Regions from separate parts of the Danio rerio genome. Here region 1 is linked to region 2. The links are chromatin contacts, called in public HiCAR-type maps. All regions are on one chromosome and are shown on one strand. Each heading gives the region's core, a stretch centred on a gene start, on an enhancer-like site or on the middle of the called end of the contact. The rest is flanking DNA. Distances are from core to core; before and after follow the strand shown.

Region 1 (6,165 bases), core at 3,211-5,710, 260 kb after region 2:
TCATTAATTTTCTATGGGAACCGGCGGCGAGGAACAGCGCGGCACGTCTTCTCCGGTGTGAGCGTCGAGGACAGTTGAAATCAAGTCAACTATATGGTATGAGCTATGACGCGGTTAGGCGGCAAGCAATCAGAATGAAGTAGTCCACCGCTTTATAGGAGTTTAGAGAACACAGACCTGTGAACTTTGGTTCCGACCACAGTTGTTCCAAAGAGTTTAATTATTGCCAGGGCCAGCGCGTCCTTAGAGGCGACCTATTCGTCCGCTTAGGGCGGCAGAATAGAGAGGGCGGCGTCCCCGACACTATCCTTACCTCTCGCGCCCTCAGGTATATCCACGTCTAGGGCGTCGTCTGCCACATTACCCTCACCACCTGCGCCCTCAGTTATACCCGCGTCTAGGACGGCAGAATAGAGAGCGCGTCTAGGACGGCAGAAGAGAGAGGGCATTTAGGACGGCAGAATAGAGATCGCGTCTAGGACGGCAGGAGAGAGAGGGCAGAATAGAGGTCGCGTCTAGGACGGCAGAAGAGAGAGGGCAGAATAGAGGTCGCGTTTAGGACGGCAGAAGAGAGAGGGCAGAATAGAGGTCGCGTCTAGGACGGCAGAAGAGAGAGGGCGTCTAGGACGGCAGAATAGAGGTCGCGTCTAGGACGGCAGAAGAGAGAGGGCAGAACAGAGGTCGCGTCTAGGACGGCAGAAGAGAGAGCGCGTCTACGATGGTAGAATAGAGAGCGCATCCAGGACGGCAGAATAGAGAGCGCGTCTAGGACGGCAGAATAGAGAGCGCGTCTAGGATGGCAGAATAGAGAGCGCGTCTACGATGGCAGAATAGAGAGGGCGGCGTCCGTGACACTACCCTCACCACCCGCGCCCTGTTATATCTGCGTCAAGGACGGCAGAATAGAGAGGGCGACTTTCTCTTCAAAGTTGAGGGCGGCGTTACCGTCCTTTGCCTGGAGCGGCAGTTCAGCTTGCTCCGGCCCTGATTATTGCGGTTGCCAAATTATCAATTATTTAAAATCGCGACGACGCAGGGCCCTCTAATCACGCAGGGCCCCCCTGCGGTGCATGCCCTGCGGGCCCGTCTGCTACGCCACTGCTCAGGCTGTGGCATAGCTGTAAATGACACATCCCCATTTTCAGCACAGCAAGGCAATGCCCTAAACATTCATATCTGTTACCTGACTATTATAAGATATTATAAGACTATATATAACTTATTAAAAAGAGACTGTAATGAGTTTTGGGGCAGCACGGTGGCACAGTGGGTAGCACAATCGCCTCTCAGCAATAAGGTCACTGGTTAGAGCAGGGGTCACCAATCTCGGTCCTGGAGGGCCAGTGTCCCTGCAGGGTTTTGTTCCAACTTGCCTCAACACATTTGCCTGGATGTTTCAAGTATACCTAGTAAGACTTTGATTAACTTGTTCAGACGTGTGTAATTAGAGTTGGAGCTAAAATCTGAAGGACACCAGCCCTCCAGGAACAAGTTTGGTGGCCCCTGGGTTAGAGCCTCGGCTCTAAACACATGGGCTATAGGTGCATTGGATGAACTAAATTGGCCGTAGTGTAATAGAGTGTGCTTGAATGAGAGTGTATGGGTGTTTCCCAATATTGGGGTGAGGTGACCTCTGAAATAGAGACTTAGTCAAAGGAGAATTAATGAATGATTTTAAAACTGTGTCTGGTGCTAATGTTGGCTTAAGTGACAGAGAGATGAAAGAGACAGCATAATAATGCAAATAACTGACCAGTGGGCATAAAAAGAGTCCCTCTGATCCTTCCTTCGGTGACAAGACTTCTCCGGACACCCTCGCTCAGGCAGTGTCTCTCGTTGGTCACTTTGGCCAGGACTTTCTCATCCTCACCGACAACCTCAATGTCAACAAGAGCTGGACGCGTCACATCTTTCAGCTTGAACTTGCAGCTTAATAGATCTGCTTTCAGAGCCCAGAATAAACCCATCGGTTCCACTCCAGAAAAGCTCCCGCCAGCAGAAGAGTCGCGCTTGAGGTCAATTTGGCCATTGTCATCTGCTAGGTAGATCGCTGAAGCCTTGAAATCACGTCCACCTTCATCCGTGATTTTGGAGCGCAGATTCACACGTTGATGTGGATTTAAGCCGCTCACCATCACATGCACCGGGTCTTCGAATGAGCACTTGTAACTGGGCAGAAGCTTGATGCTGACTCCTGAACTGTAGTGCACCTTCGCAAGGGATCTTGCAAAAGGCATAAAGGCAAATTTCAGTGCTGCATACATGTTATCCCTGTGATCACTGCAGGATACTGCTTAGAAAGATGATTTCAAAGAGCTTCTTAAAGCATCTTTGGACTCGAATCAGTCACAAGATCAGTTTTATATTTATGTAGACTTTGAACTGTCAGATCTCAAATTACATATCTGCGAGCAATTTAAAAATGGCATGTGATTTTGATACGGATGAAGTAACCTGACTACAGCTGAGGTCAGAATTATTAGCCCTCCTGTATATTTTCCCCTCAATTTCTGTTTAACGGAGAGAAAAACATTTCTAAACATAATAGCTTTTAATAACTCATTTCTAATAACTGGTTTATTTTGTCTTTGCCACGATGACAGTAAATAATATTAGACTAGATATTCTTCAAGATACTAGTATTCAGCTTAAAGTGACATTCAATGCATAACCGCTTGGTCCTGGGACACAAAGCGGTTGTGGATAGGGCTCTAAGGCAGGCTCATCCAGTTCGGAGAGGTTTTCGAGGAAATTTAAGTGTGAACTTTGCTTATCGACTGATACAGGATTGAGCGGCTCACAAACAAACAGTTCCTCTGAATCAATGAACTCTACTTCAAGATCCGATTTATCGGCTGCAGGGTTGCTTCGGCTTTCTGGCGCGTCACTTTCAATGAAGTTTCGCTGCTCAGCAAGGATTGTTAATTTCCTCAAGAAGTCTCTGCTTGGCCTGATAAATCTTTTTTTCTTTTTTTTTTGTACATTCAGTTAAATAAACTTTGGCATTCATTTAGTTGCTCAAGCGTAAAACAAGACAAAAAACCTGCTGCCAGCTAGTGTTTCAGAAGTGTTATTGCAGAACAACACAAACAGCAGGCGGAAGTATATATGACAATGTGCAAGGCATGCAGAAGTATATATCAGCCTTGAGAGCCACGGCGAGGGCTATGCGACCGCATGAAGGCTACGCCGCAGCATACATGTGCGCTTGACGCAGAAGCATAAATCAGCCTTACCTGCACGTCACAATGACGCGTACCGCAAGCTCTGTGATACCATCGACTTGGTAGGGCTGACGAGTGTGTGTGGGACCAAGAGCCGCGTGAACCCATTGGACTGAGTGTTTACAATATTGGAGTCCCGTAAAGGAGCTTCAGATGGAAACTGTTGAAAACTTTGCGTCCATCTACACCGTCTGACTTTCACACTAGTGGTGTTCTCGCTCAATTGCAGTCAGTGCAACTCTGATTCCGAATGCATTCCACGGTTGCCACAGCACCGAAGTTACAACATGGCGGAGATCAGGATTTTAAAAAAGTACATGCATCTAATGATCGATCTGTCATCAAAATGCAATATTACAGATCATTAATTCAGTGAGTTTTACATCGCACTGTAATACTCGATACTCTTTAATGTAAATGTCAGCATAGTGGTCGTACTTAGTCCTAGTTATTTTGATAATGTCTGTTTTCTGCTAACTTGTAGTACAATGAATTAGCTAACGCTTGCTACAGTATAGATGAAGTGTACCGAATTGGATAAAATGACAGGCTAATATTGCAGCATGCTAATAATAATTCCCCCCTGAGAATTCTCTGATAATGTGATGTCGCACATATGACAATAAATGTCATAATACACTTTTACCTCACTCATAAATTTTTATGCTTCAGATTGTTTTAATTGATGTTGTTGTATTAACCCAGTTAGATTACATTAAGTTCATTACACCTCAAGCCTCTGCTTTGGTTAATAACAACAACAGACGACAATGTGAGTTCACTCTCAAAAATAAAGGTACGCCAGCTGTCACTGGGGTGGTACCTTTTCGAAAGGTACACATTTGTACCTAAAGGGTTCATATTAATACCTCAAGGGTATAGATTAGTACCTAAAAAGTACAAAAGTGTTCCTTTTAAAATACTTAGGTACTAATATGAATGGTACCCCAGTAACAGCAAGTACCTTTATTTCTGAGAGAGTGTAGATGTATTGTTAAAAAACCATCATTTCAACTAAAGTAGAGAAGAGAGAGAGTGAATTATTGTAAGTCTGCTCCACAATAACTGCTCTTAAGTAATGCATTGAGAATAATAGTAAACTTATGTTTAGGAAAGCTTTGCTCATTAATAGTAATCACGCAACGTGCTGTTCGACTCTCTCATTGGCTGGCTCGAGTGTCTTGAATATTCATTAGCCACGCAACTGGACATCGGCACGTTTCAATTAATATTCATGAGATGGGCTTTCAGAGCAGATAGATCGTCTCCACGGGCGGACTGTTATGGCGGAACCTTCATCGCGGAGAGAGGATGAAGAATGGCAGGATTTTAACGAATTTAAGGGCGGAACGGGACGGAATTTGGATGTTAGCGCGGAGGAGACGCGGCTGTCGCTGCTGCTGCTGCTGGACGAGCTTTCAGACGCCGAGAGCGCGCTTCAGACGGGCGCGTTCACGTCCACACACTTCGACGAGAACCTACAGCTGTGCTTTCAAGATGTGCACTCGAAAACGGACGCAGGAAATGAACTGACGTCTTTAAACGAGGAGACGACGCTAAAATGCGACGAGTAAGTGAATAAACGCATACATTACTGTAAAAATGTACCGTGCTGCTGTTTCATTGGCGTCAATGATGTCAGACGCGACATAACAGCGTAACGTTACTTCTAATGAATACATGCTGCACCGTAAACATTTAATTGCGTTTTTTTTTGTCTTGTACACTGCTTTGTTTACGTTGATGTTCAGCAGGAGTTTGATTATTAGTGTTAAATGTCGTCATCATGAAGAATTCCTGAGCATCAGTCGAGGTCACGTGACTGGGGATGTTGTTGTTTACTATGTCATGCGTTTTCAGAGACAAACAAACTACACTGAAGCATTAGTAACCATGCTAGTCATATAGCTACATGATTTACAAAAGAAATGTTTTGGACACTTAAGAAACTGACATAATCTCATCAAGTTATAATAATCAAAAGTGTCTATTTGTGAACATTTCTGTGTATTCTGAATATTTCTGTGAATTTCTATTTATTGGTATCTCTGGACTGGGCATCTGGGGTTGGTGGTTCCCACTTTTAACAATGGGCACCGGAGTGTGTGCTCCCAACTATAGGGGGATCACACTCCTCAGCCTCCTGGGGAAGGTCTATGGCAGGGTGCTGAAGAGGGTGATCCGGCCGATGGTTGAACCTAGGATCCAGGAGGAACAATGCGGTTTTCGTCCTGGCCGTGGCACACTGGACTAGCTCTATACCCTTACCAGGGTGCTCGAGGGTTCATGGGTGTATGCCCAACCAGTCCACATGTGTTTTGTGGACTTGGAGAAGGCGTTCGACAGTGTCCCTCATGGCATTCTGTGGAGGGTGCTCTGTTAATGGCCGTCTAGTCCCTGTATGAACAGAGGAGGAGTTTGGTCCACGTTGCCGGCAATAAGTCAGACTTGTTTCCAGTGCATGTTGGACTCCGGCAGGGCTGCCCCTTGTCACCAATTCTGTTCATAATTTTTATGGACAGAATTTTAGGGCGCATCCTTGGGCTGGAGGAGTCTGGTTCTGGGACCACAGGATTTCATCTCTGTTATTCGCAGACAGTGTTGTTCTGCTGGCTTCATCGAACATGGACATGTGACATCGAACATGTGACATGGCTGGGATGATAATCAGCACCTCCAAGTCCGAGGCCATGGCGCTCCACTGGAAAAAGTTGGTTTGCCATCTCCAAGTGGGAGGAAAGTCCTTACCCTAGGTGGCGGAGTTTAAGTATCCCAGGGTTTTGTCCATGAGTGAGGGAAGGATGGAGCGTGAGATTGACAGGCGGATTGGTGCAGCAGTGATGCGGTTGATGTTTATTGGTCCGTTGTGGTAAAAAAGGAGCTGAGCCCAAAGGCAGAGCTTTTGATTTTCTGGTCAATCTACGTTCCTACTCCCTCCTAT
Region 2 (6,747 bases), core at 3,937-6,436:
ATACAGCAAGTGTTTAATCAAAATGAATTGACTCTTGGAAATGAATCTTCTGAGTGAGTCGGTTCGCTTAAATGAATCAAATTTCTCAACGCTGCAAATGGAAATCACCATTCATACTATTGCGACGGCTTGGCGATATGAATATTCACTCAAATACGATGACGTATCTGTGTAAACGTCCAATCACGCAGACTGTTAATATTCATGATATTCGCCTTCTCCATAGTGGGATTGGTAAATGCCCCCCTTCCTCTTCATCACACCCCCTTCCGTGGGCACGGTTTGTGGAGCAAGGACAGAGTGCCGGTGTCAACAGCTAAAAATATGCAGCCCATGTAGATTAATTCAATGTATGTACAATGCAACAAAGTGCTTAATTGACTAGCTTTTAACATTTATCCTCAACATAATTATAAACACCCCAGAAAGAAAAGAAACTTTATTACTGTTAATAAATATTAAAGAGACATGTCAATAGAGCGTATTAAACAGTGTTTTAAATATAAAAATGTAATTAAAATGAGAAATGCTGAAACAAAAAATATGATCTTGTGTTAGTTTATTTGCATTATTTGATGTCAAGATAACCTAATAACTATAATAATACAGTTTTTATGGTGTTTAGTGTTTGTCATTTTCGTTATGTATTTCATTATGTTTCATTGTTTGTACAATATTTTATTTTGAATTATTTATAGTTCATAAATGATATAAAATATACTTAAAGGTTCATACATATAAAAATAAGAGTAACTTTTCAGATTTCATGCTGACTTTAAAGTCTTTAATGAGCAATTAAATGTAAACATACTGACGCTGTAATAAATATGGCAATTAAATATTGGCTAGATTTCATAAATAGGAAATATGTTCTAAATGTGTTTATTTAATGTTCGTTTACAGTCAACCGCTATTTTTTTCAAAGCTATAAAAGTTCTTGAAGATATAAATAAAGTGTTTTTAGTTCACATAATGAAGTTTTTCAATTATATGTTACTGGGGCAGCATGGTGGCGCAGTGGGTAGCACAATCGCCTTACAGCAAGAAGGTTGCTGGTTTGAGCCTCTGCGGGGTCAGTTGGTACTAACTATAATTAATTAATATATATCTATATGAGAGTGAATGAGAGTGTATGGATGTTTCCCAGTGATGGGTTGCAGCTGGAACAGCATGTGCTGCGTGAAACATATGCTGGATAAGTGGGTGGTTCATTCCACTTTGGCGACCCTGGATTAATAAAGGGACTAAGCCAACAAGAAAATTAATAAATTATTCTTTTTCTCTCTTTTACTTTCTCTCGCTTTATAACTACAGTGTCTCCATCTTCTGACGGCTACTTCCAGTAGGATAACACACGTCATAAAGCCTGAATCATCTCAGACTGGTTCCTTGAACATGACAATGAGTTCAACTCAAATGGCCTAAACAGTCACCAGAGCTAAATCCAATAAACCAGCGGTTCCCAACAGAGGGGTCCCTGCCCACAAGGGGGCCTCAGCGAGCTCTGTGGGGGGTCGTGTCCTATTTTGCAACTTTTTTTTAGCAGTGGAGAATTAGGATCATGTTGCCTTAAATAATTTTATCCCCTGGCTGACAAAAAAAGAGACAAATTTGTAACTCGTCCTCCACAAAAAAGACAAAATCTCACTGATTCGCCTTCAGCAGCTAATACTATTGACCCAGGCATACCAGGTGAGGAAGCTCCAAACATTTCGGGTCACAGCGCTAGCAATACTGGAAACATGACATGCAGGAAATACCAAGAGAGTTACCTGAAATATGGCTTTATTCCATTTTCTCTAAGCAAAGAGTCGCTGACTCAGCCACAGTGCATTATCTGCTCCAAAGCTCTTGTTGATGAATGCACGTGGCCGTCCAAATTAATAAGACATTTGCAGACGACTCATCCCCAATACCCCAAGGTGTACCCAAAACAAATGGCCTACAGATGTTTGGCTTTTATATTTTACATTAGGCTATTATTTGTGCATAAACATATCTATATACAGTAATAAACATTCCGTTTGTGTGAAAACATAATTTTTTTGGTCATACCTACTGCAAACTTATGTGTACGATAATATCATTAAATGTACAGGGGGAGCCTTACAATATTTTTCAGGGGGAAAAGGGGGTAAAAAAAGGTTGGGAACCACTGCAATAGAGCACCTTTTGGGATGTGAGGGAACGGGGGATTCACATCATGGATGTGCAGCCGACAGATCTGCAGCGACTGCGTGATGCTATCATGTCAACATGGAGCAAAATCTCGGAGGGATATTTCCAGTGCCTTGTTGAATATATGCCACGAAGAATTAAGGCAGTTCTGAAGGTAAAAGTAGGTCCAACCTGGTACTAGTAAGGTGTACCTAATAAAGTGGCCGGTGAGTGTATATAATTGAACTCCTTAAAATTACGTTAAATTTAAAACTTTTTCTTGGTGTAAAATTAAATCATTTACATTTTAAAAAGTTAGGGGTAAATGTAGTTTAATGGGTAATTTAACAAATAATGTGAATAGCTGTGTAACTACTGTTTTTGGTTGGGTTTAGGGTTGTGGTAAGAGTAGACGTTAATAAAATACAATTAATGGGTAATTTAATAAAAAATATGAATAATATCCAGTGTAATTACTCTTTTTAAATTACTCTGATGGTTGGGTTTAGGGTTTGGGTGAGGGTAGACCTTAATAAAACAGATTTAATGGGTGATTTGATCAGTAATGTACGCTAAATAATTCTCGTTAACTTCCATCCGCAGCTGTATCCCTTCTAGCAACAGCCGTTGCGTTTTACGAAGGCGAGGACGAGATTTTATGGTTGTTTGTCTAGCTGTGAGCCAATATCCAGCTCTTCCAGTGAGACAGGCTGGTTCAGTAGGGTTGGTTTAATCCTAATGACATTACATAAAGCGCCATGTTTTCGGCTGGAGCACCTCAGGGCCGTATCGATTATTCCACAGAAATAGCTGATCAATAACTGACCTTTATAAAGCATAGATAGATACAGCACATCAACATCACATCACATCAGTGGAGCTGCTCAAGCATGAATGTGACATATCAGATTATGAAAGTCTGCGCCTGTTTACTATTATTAATTAATATATATCTATATAATCCCCGGCTCTCGTTGCTAAGAGAAGCCGAGGGAGCGCGCGGGAGCCTGGTAATTATTAAATTCGCTTTGCCTCAGAGATTCATCGGGGAACAATTATGAAATACTTCATTACACGTGTGGAGTTTTGGGATTTAAAGCTTCAGGGGAAAACAGAGTGAAGAGACTGACCTTTTAGCACCTTTTAGTCTTTTTTTTCCACTGCTGCTACACTTCCGGTTGGCTAGCTATATTAGCGGTGTTTAAATTCAGAAGTTGTTTTTGTTTGTTTTGATTATGGTGCATAAAAGTTTCTCAGGGGGGACAGAAATGACAAATAAAAATACAATTACTTTTATTGAATTTAAAACTTTTACATTTCAATTTTTACAATTTCTGAGATTTATTTTTGTTTGACTTATAATCTGAAATGAAACTTTTAATTTCACTTTTAAATGTGATTTTGTTTTCATATAGAAATAATATTAATTTATTTTTAGTTATGATTTTTTTATTGTAATGCATGGAATATTTATTATGCATTATAATTATTACAAATATTTAATTTGTTAAATATTCATTTATTTGTTTTCTTTTGGCTTAGTCCTTTTATTAATCAGGGTTCGCCACAGCGGAATGAACCTCCAACTTATCCAGCATTTGTTTTACATAGCGGATGCCCTTCTAGCTGCAACCTAGTACTGGGAAACACCCATACACACTCATTCGCATACACTACGGCCAATTTAGTTCATCCAGTTCACCTATAGCGCATGTGTTTGGACTGTGGGGAGAGCACCTGTAGCAAACTCCCCACAGAAATGCCAACTGACCCAGCCAGGACTCTAACCTAACTACACTTATTGGCCACTTTATTAGGTACACCTTACTAGTACCGGGTTGGACCCGCTTTTGCCTTCAGAACTGCCTTAATCCTTCGTGGCATATATTCAACAAGGTCCTGGAAATATCCCTCAGAGATTTTGCTCCATATTGAGATGATAGCATCTCGCAGTTGCTGCAGATTTGTCGGCTGCACATCCATGATGTGAATCTCCCGTTCCACCACATCCCAAAGGTGCTCTATTGGATTGAGCTCTGTTGACTGTGGAGGCCATTTGAGTACAGTGAACTCATTGTCATGTTCAAGAAACCAGTCTGAGATGATTCACACTTTATGACATGTGTTTTTATTTATGTGTATAATGTTTTATTTATTTTTATTATTTACTTTTGTTTATTCATGTATTTATCTTTTTATTTTCTCCTTTTTCTTGTTTTGTTCAATCAGAGTTTTATTTTTTATTGTGTTTATGTATTAATATATTTGAGTAGCATCATGAATATGTATATCGTCGTTCCCCCTATATGTAATATTCACAATAATAATATTACTAATATTTACAATAATAGTATTATTAATAGTAGTAATAATAATAATAATAATATTCACAATAATAATAATAACAACAATAATACTATTCACAATAATAGTATTAATAATAATAATAATAATGATAATAATATTCACAATAATCATAATAATAATATTCACAAAAATTAATAATATCCACAAAAGTAATAATAGTAATAATTATAATAATATTCACAATAATAATTGTATTATTATTATTATTATTATTTATTATTATTATTATTATTAATATTATTATTATTTTACATTAATGTGGTGGTTGGGTCTAGGTTTGGGATAGACGTTAATAAAATACAATTAATGAACAATTTACAAATAATATGAATAATTATCGACCCGTTACTACATGTATTACGGTAAAGACTCGATGGGATACAGCTGCGGATACATCACATCAATAAAGCTTAATTCTTCTGACAATATACAGCAATAATTACATTTGTTAAATTACTTTGATGGTTGGGTTTAAAATGTAGTGTGAGTGTAGACGTTAATAAAATATAATTAATGGAGAATTTAACAAATATTTATAAAATATTATCGACCGCAGCTGTATCTCTTCTACCACCTATTTACTACGGTTGCGCGCGGGACGTCATGCCGGTACGCGTGCGACGCAGGCGCGTAGGACGTGACGCAGTGCTGACGTGTGCCTAGGTAAACCAAGGAAGTAAATGGTGGTTCTATGACTGATGTTGTGAGACATCCAGAAGGGAAATACAGTGGCATGAGCTCTAAACACCGGGAAAACTCCAGCACGACACCGGAGAGCGTCCGCAGACACAGGTGCAGTGAAACACCGCGGCACACACGCGTTTACCGACTCACACACACACACACACGTATACAGGCACTAACTAACGTTATACTCAATAACAAAGACAGAAACGAAGTTTTTTTGCACTGCAATTGATGGTCAACAGTAAAAAAATGACAAAGTGTGCCTCTTCCCAACAGGGGAAAACAAACAACAATTAGGAATCCATGATTATGTGCTGTCATGGCTGTACAATAAAAAATATATCCTTATAATGGAAGTCAATGGAGCAAAAACACCACACACACTGAGCTTTTATCCCGTTATCTGAAGACAGTAAAGCCAGTAAATTGCTTAACTGAGTCACTAAAGAGCTTTACTGAGCAGATTGAGGTGAAGTTGGACTTATATTCGCACATTTGTCCAGTGACAGCTTGTGACATGCTTGTTTACCATAGTATTCGCTCTGAAATCACATCTAAGTATGACTTGTTTAATCGAAGTTGAACAGTACTTCGATAGTCATTTTCTACTAGCTAGTGTGATATCCCTGTTTACCATTTGCAAACATCAACAGGATGCTTTTCTGAAGCTATATATGTAATATATATATATATATATATATATATATATATATATATATATATATATATATATATATATATATATATATATATGTGTGTGTGTGTGTGTATATGTATATAATAACATATATGGAATTAAGGAGTAAGTCAGAATGTGCAAATATAAAACCAACTTTACCTCAAAAATGAGCAGATGGTACTGTAGTGAATGAGGACCACTGAGGTAAATGTAAACTACCAGACAACGACAATATTGAAAGTACAACACTGTCAATTAAATTGTGCAAATGTTGTTTTAAGTCGTACTTGCATTTGATTTCAGACTGAAAATATTCAAAGTGCCATAATAAACAATATAGAGAGCGTGTCATAAGATGCCACTGAATGAATGTGTGAATATAAAATTAACTTTAACTCAATCATAAAACAGCCCTGTTTCGGTTTTTCCCAATCTGAAGACAATCACCTACTGCAACTTTAATTATTATTTTTATATCTTAATTTATTACTTGTGTGTGAAACTGATCAGTAATTTACATACAAATTAGAATACAGAGTTTAATACATAATTTATATGAAGGTAAAGAGAAACTAGAGTGTCATAATCCAAAATGAAACCAATATGGCAAAAATACAATCTCGATAATTGTTTTTTTATGGTGAACGATATACATTTTGATACTCCATCAAATAATTGGGGTAAAGTTTGTTTTATATTCACACATTCTGACTTTCACCCTAATAATATGATTTCAGAAAATTATTATTAGCATATTCTAATTAGTAAAATCATATTAGCAGCCAATGACGATCAAGGTACAGCATTGTTCACAGCTGATGTTGTTTTAGGTCTTACTTGCATGTGATTTCAGAACC

What was found. HiCAR-type assays count read pairs that join an accessible place to other places.
Region 1: a contact with region 2 is called in a HiCAR-type map of caudal fin, with 8 times the contacts expected there. The contact joins the promoter of fez2a here to the promoter of preb in region 2. A contact is called at or near these places in 7 of 18 Hi-C or Micro-C datasets (caudal fin, embryo, fibroblasts and 3 more) and 2 of 4 datasets of contacts at active chromatin or transcription factors (caudal fin and embryo).

What each region holds. Positions count from the first base shown.
Region 1 is chr16:3,020,532-3,026,696 of GRCz12tu, forward strand. fez2a (fasciculation and elongation protein zeta 2a) reads left to right here and starts at 4,461. Exons shown (of 8, transcript XM_009292014.5): 1 at 4,461-4,794. The coding sequence starts at 4,508. acot22 (acyl-CoA thioesterase 22) reads right to left here and starts at 2,275. Exons shown (of 3, transcript NM_001256219.1): 1 at 1,754-2,275. The coding sequence starts at 2,264.
Region 2 is chr16:2,763,173-2,769,919 of GRCz12tu, forward strand. It overlaps preb (prolactin regulatory element binding), which reads left to right and starts at 5,187. Exons shown (of 10, transcript NM_001002638.1): 1 at 5,187-5,316. It also overlaps a transcript of adcy3a not described here.